Linked DNA regions of Danio rerio: region 1 is linked to region 2. The links are chromatin contacts, called in public Hi-C maps. All regions are on one chromosome and are shown on one strand. The core of a region is the stretch at or near the end of the contact, and the rest is flanking DNA. Distances in the headings are between cores, read along the strand shown.

Region 1 (7,639 bases), core at 2,515-5,014, 150 kb after region 2:
AGATCTAAAAAAGATTGAGTTTTGGTATTACAGAAATGACAAATAATACATAAAATAGATGTTTTGAACTAAAAAAGGTGAAAATTAGACTTGAATATTTTATAATTAAAGCTGAATGTATGATTCAGGAGACTGAGACATTGAAAATAAGCATAGTGGAGAGTTTTTAAATCAATATTTTCATGACAAAGTGTACCCAAATACACGTACTGTAGGCCTACAAACCAGTTTTAGAGTAAATATCTTTTCGTTATTTGGGTGTAGTGTTATATTGTTTAAATCTCTCAGTGCATACACTCACTGGCCACTTTATTAGGTACACCTTACTAGTACCGGGTTGGACCCCCTTTTGCCTTCAGAACCGCCTTAATCCTTCCCGGCACAGATTCAACAAGTTACTGGAAATACTCCTAAGAGATTTTGTCCATATTGACATGATAGCATGATGCAGTTGCTGCAGTTTTGTCAGCTGCACATCCATAACACGAATCTCCCATTCCAACACATTCCAAAAGTGCTCTATTGGATTGAGTTCTGGTGACTGTGGAGGCCATTTGAGTACAGTGAACTCATTGTTATGTTCAAGAAACCAGTCTGAGATGATTCACGCTTTATGACATGGTGCATTATCTTCTTTTCTTCAATCTTTAATCTTCTATTGTGGTTTGAAGAGCCTGTGCGAATTGTAGCTTCAGTTTCCTGTTGACAGGAGTGGCACCCGGTGTGATCTTCTGCTGTGGTAGGTTGGAGGTGTTGAACATTCACAGATGCTCTTCTGCATATCTCGGTTGTAACAAGTGGTAATTTGAGTTACTGTTGCCTTTCTATTAGCTCGAACCAGTCTGGCCATTCTCCTCTGACCTCTGGCATCAACAAGGTATTTGCACCGATCAGAACTGCCGCTTACTGGATATTTTCTCTTTTTCAGACCATTCTCTGTAAACCCTAGAGACGGGTGTGCGTGAAAATCCTCGTCTGGCACTAACAACCATGCCACGTTTAAAGTCACTTAAATCACCTTTCTTCTCCATTCTGATGCTCAGTTTGAACTGCAGCAGATTTGACCATGTCTACATGCCTAAATGCACTGAGTTGCTGCCATGTGATTGGCTGATTAGAAATTTGCGTTAAGAAGCAGTTGGACGGGTGTACCTAATAAAGTGGCCGGTGAGTGTCGTTCACATAGTTCTCAATAGAAACACTAAATAAACGTGTTCACTGTAATACACGGGAACACGAGAGTCCACGTTTTCATCCATTTTGCATGCACTACTATTGCATTGTCACATGCAGCTCACAAACCACTCTACTTGGGTATAAATATTAATATGTATTAAAGAGAACCATTCTGCTCTATTTACATAAGTGCATCATGTGCAACAGAACTTAGGTGAATAACTAGATTGTGGGTCTGTAAAGATGGCGGACGGCGTTTTCTTTAACAACATATGATTTTCTGTTTCTCTATTGACGAGGAATGAACAGTTTCCTCACAGTCTGGAGACTAAAACAGGATGGCACGAGGTGAAGAAACAATGACATCTGACGAAAGGATCCAAAGACATTCATCACCAAATTATCAGCTGCCCTCCTCACGTCAGTCAGTCAGTCAGAAATATGAATTATTACAATGGCACATGTTGTAAATATTCAGGGGCAATGAGACGTTATTTTTGTACGAAGGATTAGAATGAAATAACACAAATTCGGTATTGTCTTTGTATTACATAAGATATAAAGCGTGTTTTACTGTTTACTTGATTTGGGAATCAGTTTACTCAGATGCTCCCTCTTTTAAAGATTGGATTGAGCTGATGACTTTTACTGCATCATATGAACGTATGGCAAGACTCCATCCATACTTTTAATCAGAAATGGGGTAGCTTTTTGCAGTATTTGGAGAGCAAAAAAATGAAGGGTTGTCATTTTGACTCTCTGTTATTGTATTATTTTATATTTGTTATAATTTTTGTTTTGCTATTATTTTTATTACATTATTTTCCTATATGTTGATTTTGTATTGTGAATTTCATGTTGTGTTGGGTATAAAAGCTCCAAATAAATAAAGTTCAATGACAAAACAAAAAAACAAACAAAAAAAGATTTCGGAAACAGTTTTAGACCCGTCGTCATTATGAAAGAAAAATAATAATTAAAAATACCAGGTTTTAGAACAGCAGCTTTCGGACACTTAGTTTATTAGGTTAATTATGAGTTCAAGGATCATTTTAAACAGTAGTGTTGCCCACTCATAAAACAACAATGATTTAAGATTAATCAGAGTAGTTAAAAGGATATTTTAGCTTGTAATTTGAGTCGCTGGTCGGTGTCTGTGTAGTTTTGTCAAACACTGCCACCTTGTGCCAAATGTTAATTCTTCATTTAAACTTGAGCAATCTTGGGTCTTAGATAAAAGGATGATGGCGTGAGTTTTTTTTAATGTCTTCCACCTGTACTGCAGAAATGCAAAAATATACAAAAATAAAATAAATGCTAAATAGCATTTATGAAAATAATTCTAAAGGTTTCATTGTTTCAATATTAGATTTATATCATGTACTACTTCTACTACTACTAATAATAATATAATGTATTATAATCAGTGATGTAAAGTAGTAAAATTACAAATACTCAAGTTACTGTAATTGAGTAGTTTTTCTGAGGAATTGTAATTTACTGAGTAGTTTTTAAAATGTGCACTTTAACTTATCACTTGAGTACATTTTTAGTGCTGTATCTGTACTTTTACTCCAGCTACTTTCCTTCAATTTGCAGTCACTACTACTATTTTCTCTTGTCAATGGGGATTGGCTAAAGTAGAAAAATCAGTCCTTCGATTCCTGTCCAAATCACACATAGAAAGTATCTCATAATACCCAACAACCTCAAGACATGGGTGCTTTATAAATGCAGCAAACCGTTTGGAAGCATTAAAAATTTCCAAGAAGACATCCAAAATCTTTACACGCATTGACCCAGAGACTGTTAAATCAGGAGTGTCCAAACTCGGTCCTGAAGGGCTGGTGTCCGGCAGATTTTAGCTCCAACTTGCCTCAACACACCTGCAAAGATGTTTCTAGAAAGCCTAATAAGAGCTTGATTAGCTAGTTCAGGTGTGTCTGGTTAGGGTTGGAACTAAACTTTGCAGGACACCGGCCCTCCAGGACCAAGTTTGATGCATGTCACTGATGAGATTTCAACAATATATTTCAGCTAAAATAGCGCTTAAAATGTCACTATAATGCAGTATTTAAATCTAATAATTAAATAGTAGCCAAAGCGAGGCATTTAACCGCAAATAAGGTCCACTTTTTGAGAAAGAAAATAACCACCCCTTTCACCAGGCTGGCTACGGGCCTGCGGTTAAAGGGTTAACAAGCTTTTATTCATTTAGGCTACTTTTGTTTTACCAGTTTGGGGAATGTAAACAAAAACAATGGTCTAGTTAAACGTATTTCCTGTTATACATTTTTAATTTCTATAGCTTCCGAGAATCGAAAAAGAGCCACATATTGATAAATAATGTTATTATAGCTGTTTTAACAGTAATTGAATCTCCTCGTTAGGTTTATCAAATAGTTTGATAACAAGCAGGAAATGTTCATGGGTCAAATACATCACCCCATTTCATTTATACTATAATTCTTAATAATGGATTATTTTATTATTATTTATTGCGACAAAAGTCACACGCCCTCTTCTCCAGCGTTCACCCCGCCCATGGAGTTTCGCCCATCATCTCTCGCTCTCTCAGACCGGAAGTTGTCATTCTAACCGCTTCCTACTTCCTTCGTCAAAACATTCCGGTGTGTCTATGCGGCTCTAACGGCGCTTTTCGGATTTTAGGAGTGATTATGGCTGCGAACTGCAGCGCCGGTTCGGCCACAGAGCCTCCGGGACTCGAGACCCAATGGCGGGAGATCGACAACCTGAACCAACAGCAGCTCCGGGCCGGGGACAGCTGGTGAGAGAAAGTTCAGCCTAAAAACAAACAAACAAACAAACAATCAATAAACAACAACACCCACATCACAGATACATCGCTAACTCAGTTCTATACAACTGATAACATGCTTGAGTCTGTGCGGTTTGAGGCTCTTCAGCTTCAGTAGCAGGCTTGCCACTGTGATTGAGAGATTATAATGATTTACAGATCAAATAAGACAGGGAAACTAACACACAAGTGAGTTTTCAGGCCTAATTGATCTGTTTACCTGGTGGACAGCTTCTTAAGCGTCGTTACGTTCTGACAGGTTGGTTTTGTTTTGAAAGTCTGACGTTCACAACTGCCTGACTTAAACTCGGTCTTGTTATTTTACTTCAGTTTTCAAATGAGCATTTACTTCAACAAATGCTTGAGTTATTCGATTTTATAGTGCCTGAAATATTCATACACTTCCTTTAAGTTTCGCTTTCACCTCTGGAAGCAGTGACAGGCTGCTGTGGGAAAGTTACTTTCGGTTTGTGTTGGTTTCTTGGACAAGAAAGGATTGCAGTAAAGCTGGTTTTATATTCGCACATATTCAGACTTTCTTCTTAATAATATAATCTCAAATGAGTTTTCTTTGGAAACTTCAAATAGTGAAGTCATATTAGCAATAGGTATGGGAAGATAACCGTTTTCAAGGTATACCGCGATTTGAAAAAGTCAAGGCTTTAAAATCGCCAACATTTTCTTCATTACCATTCCTAAGATAACGTAGACTAACTATGTTCCGTACACTTACCGCTTTTCTGCGCACTCAAACGACCACTCCTCCGTCATTGAAAGCCAGATGAGCATGTTTGTGTGTTCATTCTCTGAGCAAATACCTCCTGCTCAATCAAAATTTTGATTTATGTATTTTGGACCAGTAATTTTTGAGAAAAGATGTAAAAAGTGCAGACTCCGCATGTGTACGGAAGATGGTAGGCATTAACGGTGTTCTGTACATGATTAAAACAGTGTTCTATACAGGGCGCATAACTTTAATTCACAGAAAAAAATTGTCGTTGTTTGAAGTTTTATTAAACACTTATGCCAGAATATACTATTATCATGTGTAACTTGATGGTAATGATATATTTAATATATTTTTATGAAAGTTTGCGATGAAAGAACTTAACAATCATTTAAGTTTTAGATCATGCTTATTTTATCACAGCATGACAATTTAAAATATTAAAACATTAAATTCATACAAGTTAATGCTAACTTAACAGACCTTTTATGAATGTAAACATCATCACTGATCACGGGCAAGAAGCGTTTGCAGCCTGTCTCTGATGAGGCTCTCTCTGGTGGAGAGTGGTTATCATCACTCACAACTGACATTTAAATATCCTCATTTCAAAACGTTTTTTCAAGAAAAGTTCATTTTTTGAACAATATGTGATAACATGCTATTTATTTAAAAAAAAAAAAAAACACTGTAACACTGTGTGATGCATAAATTAAATGCAAATGCATATTTTCCTTGCACTAAATGTCTCCCATCCCAAGCGACACTCACACCTTAGGCTTGCCCACTGTTCATTTTCAAGCTCATTGAATGGGCATAGCAAACTTCGGAAACATTTGGTAGAAGCGTCTCTGTTGTGATCGGGGATGAAAGTGTAAAAGACAAAGATTATACAGATATATAGCTTGTCTACACCCGTAAGTATTTATTCAGACATTGATGTTAAAAGGTCATCTGTACGGAACATCGTTGTGCATGGAATATGGTTAGTCTACGTTAAATATACAATTTTTTATTTACGTTTTTTTTTTTAGGACAACATATCTCCAACTTAAAGAACATGCAAAAATGGCATTTTAAATTGTAAATAAATCTGTGTTTTAGAAACTAATGAAAGCAGTATAAATTAATTGTTTCATTTGAATTATTTAGCCTGACATGTTTACTGTTAAATATTTTGCAGACCTTTAAAAAGAATATTTATAATAGAGCAGTGATCAAAATACCGTAAAACCGTGATTTTTTTTATCAAAGGTTATCATAGAGTCAGAATCTTATACCAGCTCATGCCTAATTAGCAGCCAATGTCTGTCAAAGCACAACATTGTCACAGTCAATGTAATAGTGCTAATGTTGATTAAAAAGGCACCTATGATGAAAATCATCTTTTGTAAGCTGTTTGGACGGAACTGTGTGTATGTATAGTATGTCCACAGTCAAATTGAGGTGATCGAAACACAAGAAGTCTCTTTTTTTTTTAAATTTCCATTCTGAAAACCAGATAAATGCTTTCAAAACTTTAACAAAGACCTATTTGTGGATGTCTGTTGGGTATGTAAACCAACAAACTTTAACCCCTGAGACAGCTGAATGGTAAGGTTGCACAATTAATCAAACGTAAATATACATCACCTTGTTATATTTCATTCATACAGGGCATGTGTCTTGTTAAAGGTTAACGCACATTCAAATGTTTCAAACTCAATTCGGGAACAATGTTGCATGCTAAAATGGTGCTTTTTATTACCCTGAATGATATAGAATTGCTGTTTTGCACCTAGGGTCTGAGAGTAGCGCAATTTTGATTCTCTGTATGTCCTGTACATGTAGTTGAATTGACAATAAAGCTGACTTTGACTTAATCCAAGCCTGTCACCGGCGCTCCCCCAAAATGTCAATATTGCAACAGAAACCAAAGTGGTAAACATATTTTTGGAATAGCTTATTTTAAATGTTACCAGACAGCGATGTTTATCTGGAGAGACTTTGATAGAAACATTTTTAAATGTAAATCCTTCAAAAAGGCTATTTTTCTATCAAAAGTAAACCTTTATAGATTTTATGTATTATTTATTTCTGTTGATGTATTTTTATTATTATCATTTTTGTCTTTATATAAATGTGATATTTAGAAAAGGTTGTAAATTTGATCTGGTTTTGCCATGAAACTGGAATCATTGTAATAAATAAATAAAAAAAACTTTCTTTTTTTTTTATTTTTTTTTTTACTTTTTTTCTGCCAATGGCGCCCTGTATTATTTGCATTAAACACATCCTTTGTCTTAAAGCTAATGAAATGATGTCTGCTATAGGCACACAGTGCTGATTGTGACCACTTTGATTATCTCTATTGCAGGTATTTGTTGGACAAGAGATGGTATGATCAGTGGAAAGAGTATGTGGACACTGGGGACCAAAATTCAACCTCCTATCCTGGAAAGATTGATAACACGGAGCTGTACGAAGGCATGTTTGTCATGTATATCATTCGATTTCATAGAAATCCCTCATAAAACCTTGAAAGTCTCTTTCTGTTAATAACTGTGAATGTTCTTAAAAGAGTTCTGTGTGTTTTGTAGATCTGGATTCCTATCGCCTGAAAGAACGACTGACAGAGAATGATGACTTTATCCTGGTCCCAGCAGAAGCCTGGCGTAAACTCTTGTCGTGGTATGACATGATGGACAATCAGCCTCCTTTGGAGAGAAAGGTAGTTTATAGAGACTGTTATTTTGTATCAATGTCAATGCTGCATAAGTAGGCCCACACAGAATCTGCGCGCTCTGAATTCAGCAGATTTTCCTCAGATTTCCGCAGATTTTCAGCCTATCATTAATTCTGTTTATTTACTTGAGTAAATGTGTGTAAATCTATATTTATTCAGTTTTTAAATTAATTACAGTAATAATATTGACTAA
Region 2 (7,808 bases), core at 5,126-7,625:
ATAGTCCACTGTTTTAACTCGCACTGAACTGAGCTAAACTATTCCGGTTACTATGACCATTTATGTGAAGCTGCTTTGACACAATCTACATTGTAAAAGCGCTATACAAATAAAGCTGAATTGAATTAACTGTTAAAGATATAAAATCAGAACAATCTACTGTGGGTTATGTCTGTTCTGTCAAAGTGTTGTGAACTATGCTCTTCTTTAACACTGTGATTGACTTTTACAACTATCTTTTTCATTATATTAATAGTTATCGTGACGTGCTTGGTATGAATGAGCGTTAACAACTTGATGAAAACCCACCTAATTCACAATTGGGATATTAGTCGTTTTTTTTAATAATGACAGATTTTTAGCCTTGTTTTTCAACAAAATTTGACATTCAGTTTCTTTTCAAGGGAAAATAAAGACTTTTTCAGAATGATAGTGCAGCGTTTTTACTGCTGAGATATATAAATCAGAACACTCTGCATGTGAGTTACATCTATTCTGTCAAAAATGCTGCAAAACATGAGTTTAGAATCTGTACGTTGCCAAATAATCTGAAAAATGCATCTCAAATACACAAGAAAACTCCTTGATTATACTCTGTGGTGTCAACGAAAGCTGAAAGCACCTGAACGTTCTCAGCGCATCAATCCCGGGCTTTGCTACTGCTGAAGATCTTGGCCAGGAGGGATACGTTGGATTGTGCTTTGTCCTGGATGCTTTTGCTCTTCTCTTGCGCCTTCTGGAGGCTCTTCTTGGAAATGCCTTTGCTCTTAAAGCGTTTCAGGTGGATCTCCTCCTCTGTAGGACGCTGTTTGTAGTCCCACGTTTTCTCCTCCACGACCTCTCCCTTCTTCGCCCTCTTCTTCCGGAGTTTCTCCAGGCTCTGGCTCTTTTCCACGCTGGCCAGGTAGAAGTTGGTCTCCTTCTTAGCCTGAGAGATTTCGGTCCTCATGCGCTGGTGATAAACTGTCTGTTCGTAGGCCAAACGCTCGCTGAGATGACACCACTGGAACCTGTGCAGATACTTAATGGAAGAGAGGGATGCTATTGTTCAATACACTGCTTTTTGAAATCAAATGTATTCAAAGTTTATGAAAGAAGTCAGCAAGAGTGCATTTAATTGCTTGGACATGCAGTAAAATCATTACAATTATGAATCGTCAATGCTCAAGAATTGTGCACTACACCATCAATTATATTTTTGTTTCCTTATATTCCTAGATCATTTGAAGTACTTTATCTAGGAGATACTCCTGATAATCTTAAAAAGGAAAATAAATATCTATTTAAGATATTTTTGGCAACAAGTAAAAAAGCTATAACCCAGAAATGTTATAAAGAAGAGCCACCAACTAAAGATGAATGGTTCAAAATTATAGCAGAAATAAAGGAAATGGAAAAAATGACACATGCACTTCGATCACAATTAGAAACCTTTGGAAAGAAATGGAGTAAATGGCTGGCTTTCTCCTCAACGACAAAATAATTATTTATAACTGAATATTTACGTAATTCTAGAGGTTATGTATCATTGTGAAAATATGTTTGGCAACCTTTTATTATAATTTATTTTATACTTATTTATTTTAATGAGGTTAATTTAATATTTTTATGCATGTGTGTATATGGATATACATGTGTGGAATGGATGTGTTTGCCTATAAAAGTATGTATACATATGTATATTTATTTATATGTGTATTTTTTATTTATTTATTTTTTATTTGCTTGTTTTGTTCCCACTGGTTATATGTTCCTATAAAATCAATAAAAACTAATTTAGAAAAATAAATAAATAAATAATTGTGAATTGTGTTCATTTTCAATGGATTCTGACTGGCTGTCGGGATTTTATCATTCATTAGCGAGGAAAAATAATTCTGAAAGTGATCCCAATGATATCGATCCTCTGTATCTTTATCGTTAAAGTTGTGGTGCACTGTAAAAAGTGCAGGGCTCCACACGATTAATTTATGTTGTCCCAACACAAATAATTTTTTCAAATCAAGTTCACAAATCAAGTTAATTGATTTAAAACAATTGAGTCGTCCCAAAAATAATCTCAGGAATTGTGTTGTTTTAGCTCATTCTAAATAAGTAGTTTAAACATTTTTTGGAGTGCGTGAACTATGCTATTCTTTAACATTGCGAATGTTTTTGGAACTATGTCTACAGGGTGGGCCATTTATATGGATACACCTTAATAAAATGGGAATGGTTGGTGATATTAACGTCCGGTTTGTGGCACATTAGTATATAGGAGGGGGCAAACTTTTCAGAATGGGTGGTGACCATGGTGCCCTTTTGAAGTCGGCCATCTTGGATCCAACTTTTGTTTTTTCAATAGGAAGAGGGTCATTTGACACATCAAACCTATTGGGAATTTCACAAGAAAAACAATGGTGTGATTAGTTTTAACGTAAATTTATTCTTTCATGTGTTATTTCAAAGTTTCTGACCACTTATTAAATGTGTTCAATGTGCTGCCCATTGTGTTAGATTGTCAATGCAACCCTCTTCTAAAACTCTTCACACACTGATTGCAACACCGCAGGAGAAAGTGTCAAATGACTGTCTTACTTTTGAAAAAAAAAACAAAGGTTGGATCCAAGATGCCCGACTTCAAAATGGCCACCATGGTCACCACCTATCTTGAAAAGTTTGCCCCCTCACATATACTAATGTGCCACAAACAGGACAATAATATCACCAACCACTCCCATTTTTTTAGGTGTATCCATATAAATGGGCCACCCTGTATAACGTTATATTTATACTTTAAAATGTTTTCAAAGTCTTTTTCGCTCAGAATGAGTGCATTTAAATGTTTGGAAATGCAGTAAAAATAATTAAAAGTAAGAATAAATAAATAGTATTTGTCTGATGCAGGGGTGCCCAAACTCGGTCCTGGAGGGCCGGTGTCCTGGAGAATTTAGCTACAACTTGCTTTAACACACCTGCCCGGAAGTTTCTAGTATATCTAATAGGAGCTTGATTAGCTGATTCAGGTGTGTTAAATTAGGGTTGGAGCTAAACTCTCCAGGACACCAGCCCTCAAGGACTGCATCTAAAAAAAAAAATAATTAGCCTTAGTTAATAAAGTGTGAATGGGTATTAGCCTCGGTGTACATGCTTAGAAATTTAAACTACTGCACAGTTGACATAACTTTGTTTAGTTGCCAGCAGTTTTGTTCTGTGCTGTGATGAATGAAAGCGTGGTTATTAGTGAAACTTGTTAATCGTTGCATCCCCAGTTGTGTGTCAAGATGTTAGCAAGATCTTAACTTCCATTTCATGCTGAATTCAAATGTATCTTCTGATGATTTAAATGCATCTTTGTGAATTAAAGGTGTTAATTTCCTTTAAAAGACTTCTCAATGGTATGGCATCTGTTGCGTACTTTGATGGACCACAGGTCACTGCTGAAGCGGCTCCTCTTCCGGTTGGCCATGGGTGTGTTGTGAAGACTGGCCGCGACTCTCTTAGCGACCCGTTTGTCTCTGAATTCCACCCAGCCCTCTGTAAAACTGGATGATTTGCAGCCGGCCTTCTTTTTCTTTCTTTTTACACATCGATCTACAAGACCGTCACAAATAAATAGTAGAATGGAAAGTTAGTCAAACATAAAAAACATTTAGTTAAAAAAAATTGTTTACTCAAAACTGAAAATTCCGTCGTTGTCATTCACTCAATTTTCAAACCTTTCTTCTATTGGACATAAAAGACATTTTAAAGAAATCTGTAACCATTGACGTCCATAGTATTCATTTTTCCAATAGAAGTCAATGGTTACAATTTTCTTCAAAATATCTTCTTTTGTGTTTGAAGGAATAAAGAAACTCAAAGTTCTGTAACCACTGGATGAGGATTAAATAGCGAGTAAATTTTTAAATATTTTTAGTGAACTATCCATTTAACTTAAGCTCATGTATATGCTTATGTATTGCTATATATGCCGAAATAAATTGTAAATTTCATTTAATGAAATGCTTAAAGGGATAGTTCACCCAAAAATGGAAAAAAATAAATAAATAAATTTACCCAAAGGCAAGTGGTTCTACTGTTGAAGACAAAACAAGATATTCTGAAAAATGCTGGGGGAAAAAAATGACAGACATTTATAGTAGAAACAAAAAATGTTTTTCTTCAGCAAATTTTCCTTTGGGTTCAATATAAGAAAGAAACTTTATAAGATTAGAAAGAGTAAATGATGACATTTTTTGTTTTTTAGGAAACTATCCCTTCAAAACACTTATATTTTTGAAAAAATAACATGTAAATATTTCAGGTTTTATCGCTATATACATACTATACAATTTACAATTTGAAGTTATGCGTTTGAATAAAATGTCTTATTTTCATCTGTAAAGTACTGAAAACATTTCTGTCAATTTTATGTTTGCATAAAGGTGTAATGTTTTTAGAGCTCAATTGTTTTTTTTTAAACAAATGAATACTAATGTTTAAACTAAGATTCTAACGGTATGATAACCTTGGATAAAAAATATCATGGTTTCACGGTACTGTGATTACTGCTTTAAAATATATTATTTAGAAATGTCTGGGTAAAAAACAAAAAACTTTTCCCACCTTTGAGCACACTATATTTTATTTTGAGAAACGTTTAAAATATTTTGGAGCAGTAAACATGTCAGACTGAACAATTTAAATGATTCATTGACTTCTGCTGTCTTCGTAAGTTTCAAAAACACAGATTTCTTTAAAACTTAAAATGGCATCTTTGGATATCTTTTTTGCTGGAAATACTGTTGCCCTAAAAAACAAACAAAAAAAAAAAAAATCTTACACATACCTTAGGAACGGTATAGCAGAAAAGTTTGGTGGTTTTAAAACCTTGACTTTTCCATATCACAGTATACCTTGAAAATGGTTATATATAACATTGTTTTCTATCATATGTAATATGTTAAGGGTTAAAGTATTAAAATACTATTTAATATAAAATAATATAGAATATTATTATAATAACAATGTTGCATTGTGTAATAATTACATTATAAAATAAAATATTATTATTACAACGGATAAAATTTGTCCACCACCCCCAATCATGGAACAATGCAGCTGTCAGATTTATAGAAAAATATTTTATTTTTAGTTGTTAATTCATTATTATAATATGAATAATTTACAATGAATAGATTGCCGTTAGGATAAAAACTAAGAAACGAAGATTATGTGATATTTAAAAAAGTTGCTAAATAATAAAAATTAAGTAAAAGAGGAAAGGGTGCACATTAGGATTGAGGTACAGTTGGTTTTATATTTTGCACATTTGTTCAGTTACAACTTGTGACAAGCTCTCTATATTATTTACACTGTTATTATGAATATTTGATCTGAAATGTAATGTAAAAATGACTTGTAAACAACATTAGCACCATTTATTTCACTATGAACAATGTTGTGCTTTGATAGTGATTGGCTGCTAATATGACCTCACTATTTAGACCTTGCACAGAAAACTTTGCTGAAATTATATTATTAGAGAGAAAGTCCTATTTACTGTATGTGAATCTAAAACCAACTTTCCCTCAACCTTTTTAGGACTGTTGGGCCCCATGAATGGAATTGGTTAATGCCCCCAAATCACTAAATCTGCCCAGTCCAGCAGTCAAATTCACAAACCTTTATAGATGTCCTTTTCAATTATGTGTTTTTGAAGTTTTACCTTCAGGCTGTAAGAAGATCCTCCCGATCTCTCCATACGCACTCAGGAGATTCCGCATGTGTTTCGGTCTCATCCTTGGAGGAATGTGTCCCAAATACACGATACCTGGAACACATTTCTTGCCCTTTGGCTTGTCAGACTCGTCTTCTTCATCATCATCATCATCATCTTCAATCTCCATGTGAAAAGCTTCACCATCATTAATGTCTTCCTCAGAGTTCATCTCCTGCTCATCTTCTTCAGCACTGTCTGCTTTCTCCTCTTCATCTTTCTCTGGTTTACAGTCATTTAACTCGTCTTCACTGAACACAGGTTGTGTTTCTAGGTCTGTTTTCACTTCATTCGTCTCCAGGAGAGACATTATTGGATGTAGCAACGTTTAGAGACTGAAATTAGGAATGAAGGATGTTAAAAACCCATTAAAATCTCACATTACCGAGGGTCTCATCTATAAAATAACGTAAATAAGTGGTAATATCTGTGCGCGTACTCTTGAATTCAATACCTTTTTAAAAACACTTGTATTAAAAGTGATTCTTACATTGAAAATGTTATCGGGGTGTTTCCTTTCACAAAGCTTTCTTCGTCCATAAAGCAATCAATCCTTTCCAAGACGCTTTTATAGGAGAATTGTTGCGATAAATCGACTCTTTCAACACATGTGGCTGTGGTACTGGAAGCGGCTGTGACGTCGAAATCAAGCGTCAAAACTTTCTTAAAGAGACAGAACTGAGAAGGTTCTCGTCAAATCCGTTGTATTAAATTTCGTTAATATCGAATGATATATTCGTTTTACTAATCTGCCAAGTTGACTATATATTTAAACACGCTTAAATAGAATATGTATAAATTTATTACTGGAATGGACGATTATTTAAAACATTTTAACTGTAACCTTTGTTTTGAACAGCAGAGGACGACAAAACACAAGGAACAACTTAAGCATCATGATCTGGATTAAATAAAAAGGTACCACATTCATTCATTCATTCATTCATTCATTCATTCATTCATTCATTCATTCATTCATTCATTCATTCAATTATTCATTCATTCATTCATTCATTCAATTTCTTTTCGACTTAGTCCCTTTATTCATCAGGGGTCGCCACAGTGGAATGAAACACCAACTTATCCAGCATATGTTTTACACAGCGGATGCCCTTCCAGCTGCAACCCAACACTGGCTGGCAAGGTACCACATTAAATACTTTATAATTCTGTTTTAGTATAGCTAGAAGCTTCAACTTCCAACCCTTTGATAATGCTACCAACTAGCCAGCAGCTTTTGACTTAAAGATGATTAATTAAAGTTTAAGTTCAAAAATACAATAATTTCTAAAGGAGAATTATCTACAAAGAGGATAATTTCCCACAGAAGTAAACGAACAAAAAAACAAACATTCATTCATTTTCTTTTCGGCTTAGTCCCTTTATTCATCAGATGTCGCCTCAGCGGAATGAACCCCCAACTTATCCAGCATATGTTTTAAGCAGCAGATGCCCTTCTAGTTGCAACCCATCATTGGGAAACATCCATACATACGCATTTACACACTACGGACAATTTAGCTTACACCAATTCACCTATACCACATGTCTTTGGACTGTGGGGGAAACCAGAGCACCCAGAGGAAACCCACACCAACGCAGGGAGAGCATGCAAACTCCACACAGAAATGCCAACTGACCCAGCCGAGACTCAAACTAGCGACCTTCTTGCTGTGAGGCGAGTATGCTACCCATTGTGCCACCGTGACACCCAACATACAAACAAACATTCATTCATTTTCTTGTCGGCTTAGTCCCTTTATTAATCCAGGCTCGCCACAGCAGAATGAACCGCCAACTTATCCAGCAAGTTTTTACGGAGCAGATGCCCTTCCAGCCGCAACCCATCTCTGGGAAACATTCACACACACACAGTCATACACTTCGGACAATTACAATTACTACAATTTAGCCTACCCAATTCACCTGTACCGCATGTCTTTGGACTGTGGGGGAAACCGGAGCACCTGGAGGAAACCCACGTGAACGCAGGGAGAACAACGTGCTACCCACTATGCCACTGCGTCGCCCCTTACACCAATTACAAACAAACAAACAAACAAACAAA

What was found. A called contact is a pair of places that touch in the nucleus more often than the background predicts.
Region 1: a Hi-C map of hematopoietic stem cells shows a contact between it and region 2, with 4 times the contacts expected there. The contact joins the promoter of usp11 here to the promoter of abt1 in region 2. A contact is called at or near these places in 4 of 18 Hi-C or Micro-C datasets (caudal fin, fibroblasts, hematopoietic stem cells and 1 more) and 1 of 4 datasets of contacts at active chromatin or transcription factors (embryo).

Annotation. Positions count from the first base shown.
Region 1 is chr8:10,195,360-10,202,998 of GRCz12tu, forward strand. It overlaps usp11 (ubiquitin specific peptidase 11), which reads left to right and starts at 3,765. Exons shown (of 21, transcript XM_002663073.8): 1 at 3,765-3,964; 2 at 7,078-7,187; 3 at 7,301-7,431. The coding sequence starts at 3,855.
Region 2 is chr8:10,038,207-10,046,014 of GRCz12tu, forward strand. abt1 (activator of basal transcription 1) reads right to left here and starts at 6,376. Exons shown (of 4, transcript NM_001020547.1): 1 at 6,231-6,376; 2 at 5,690-6,075; 3 at 3,398-3,573; 4 at 321-1,021. The coding sequence starts at 6,050. The coding sequence ends at 641.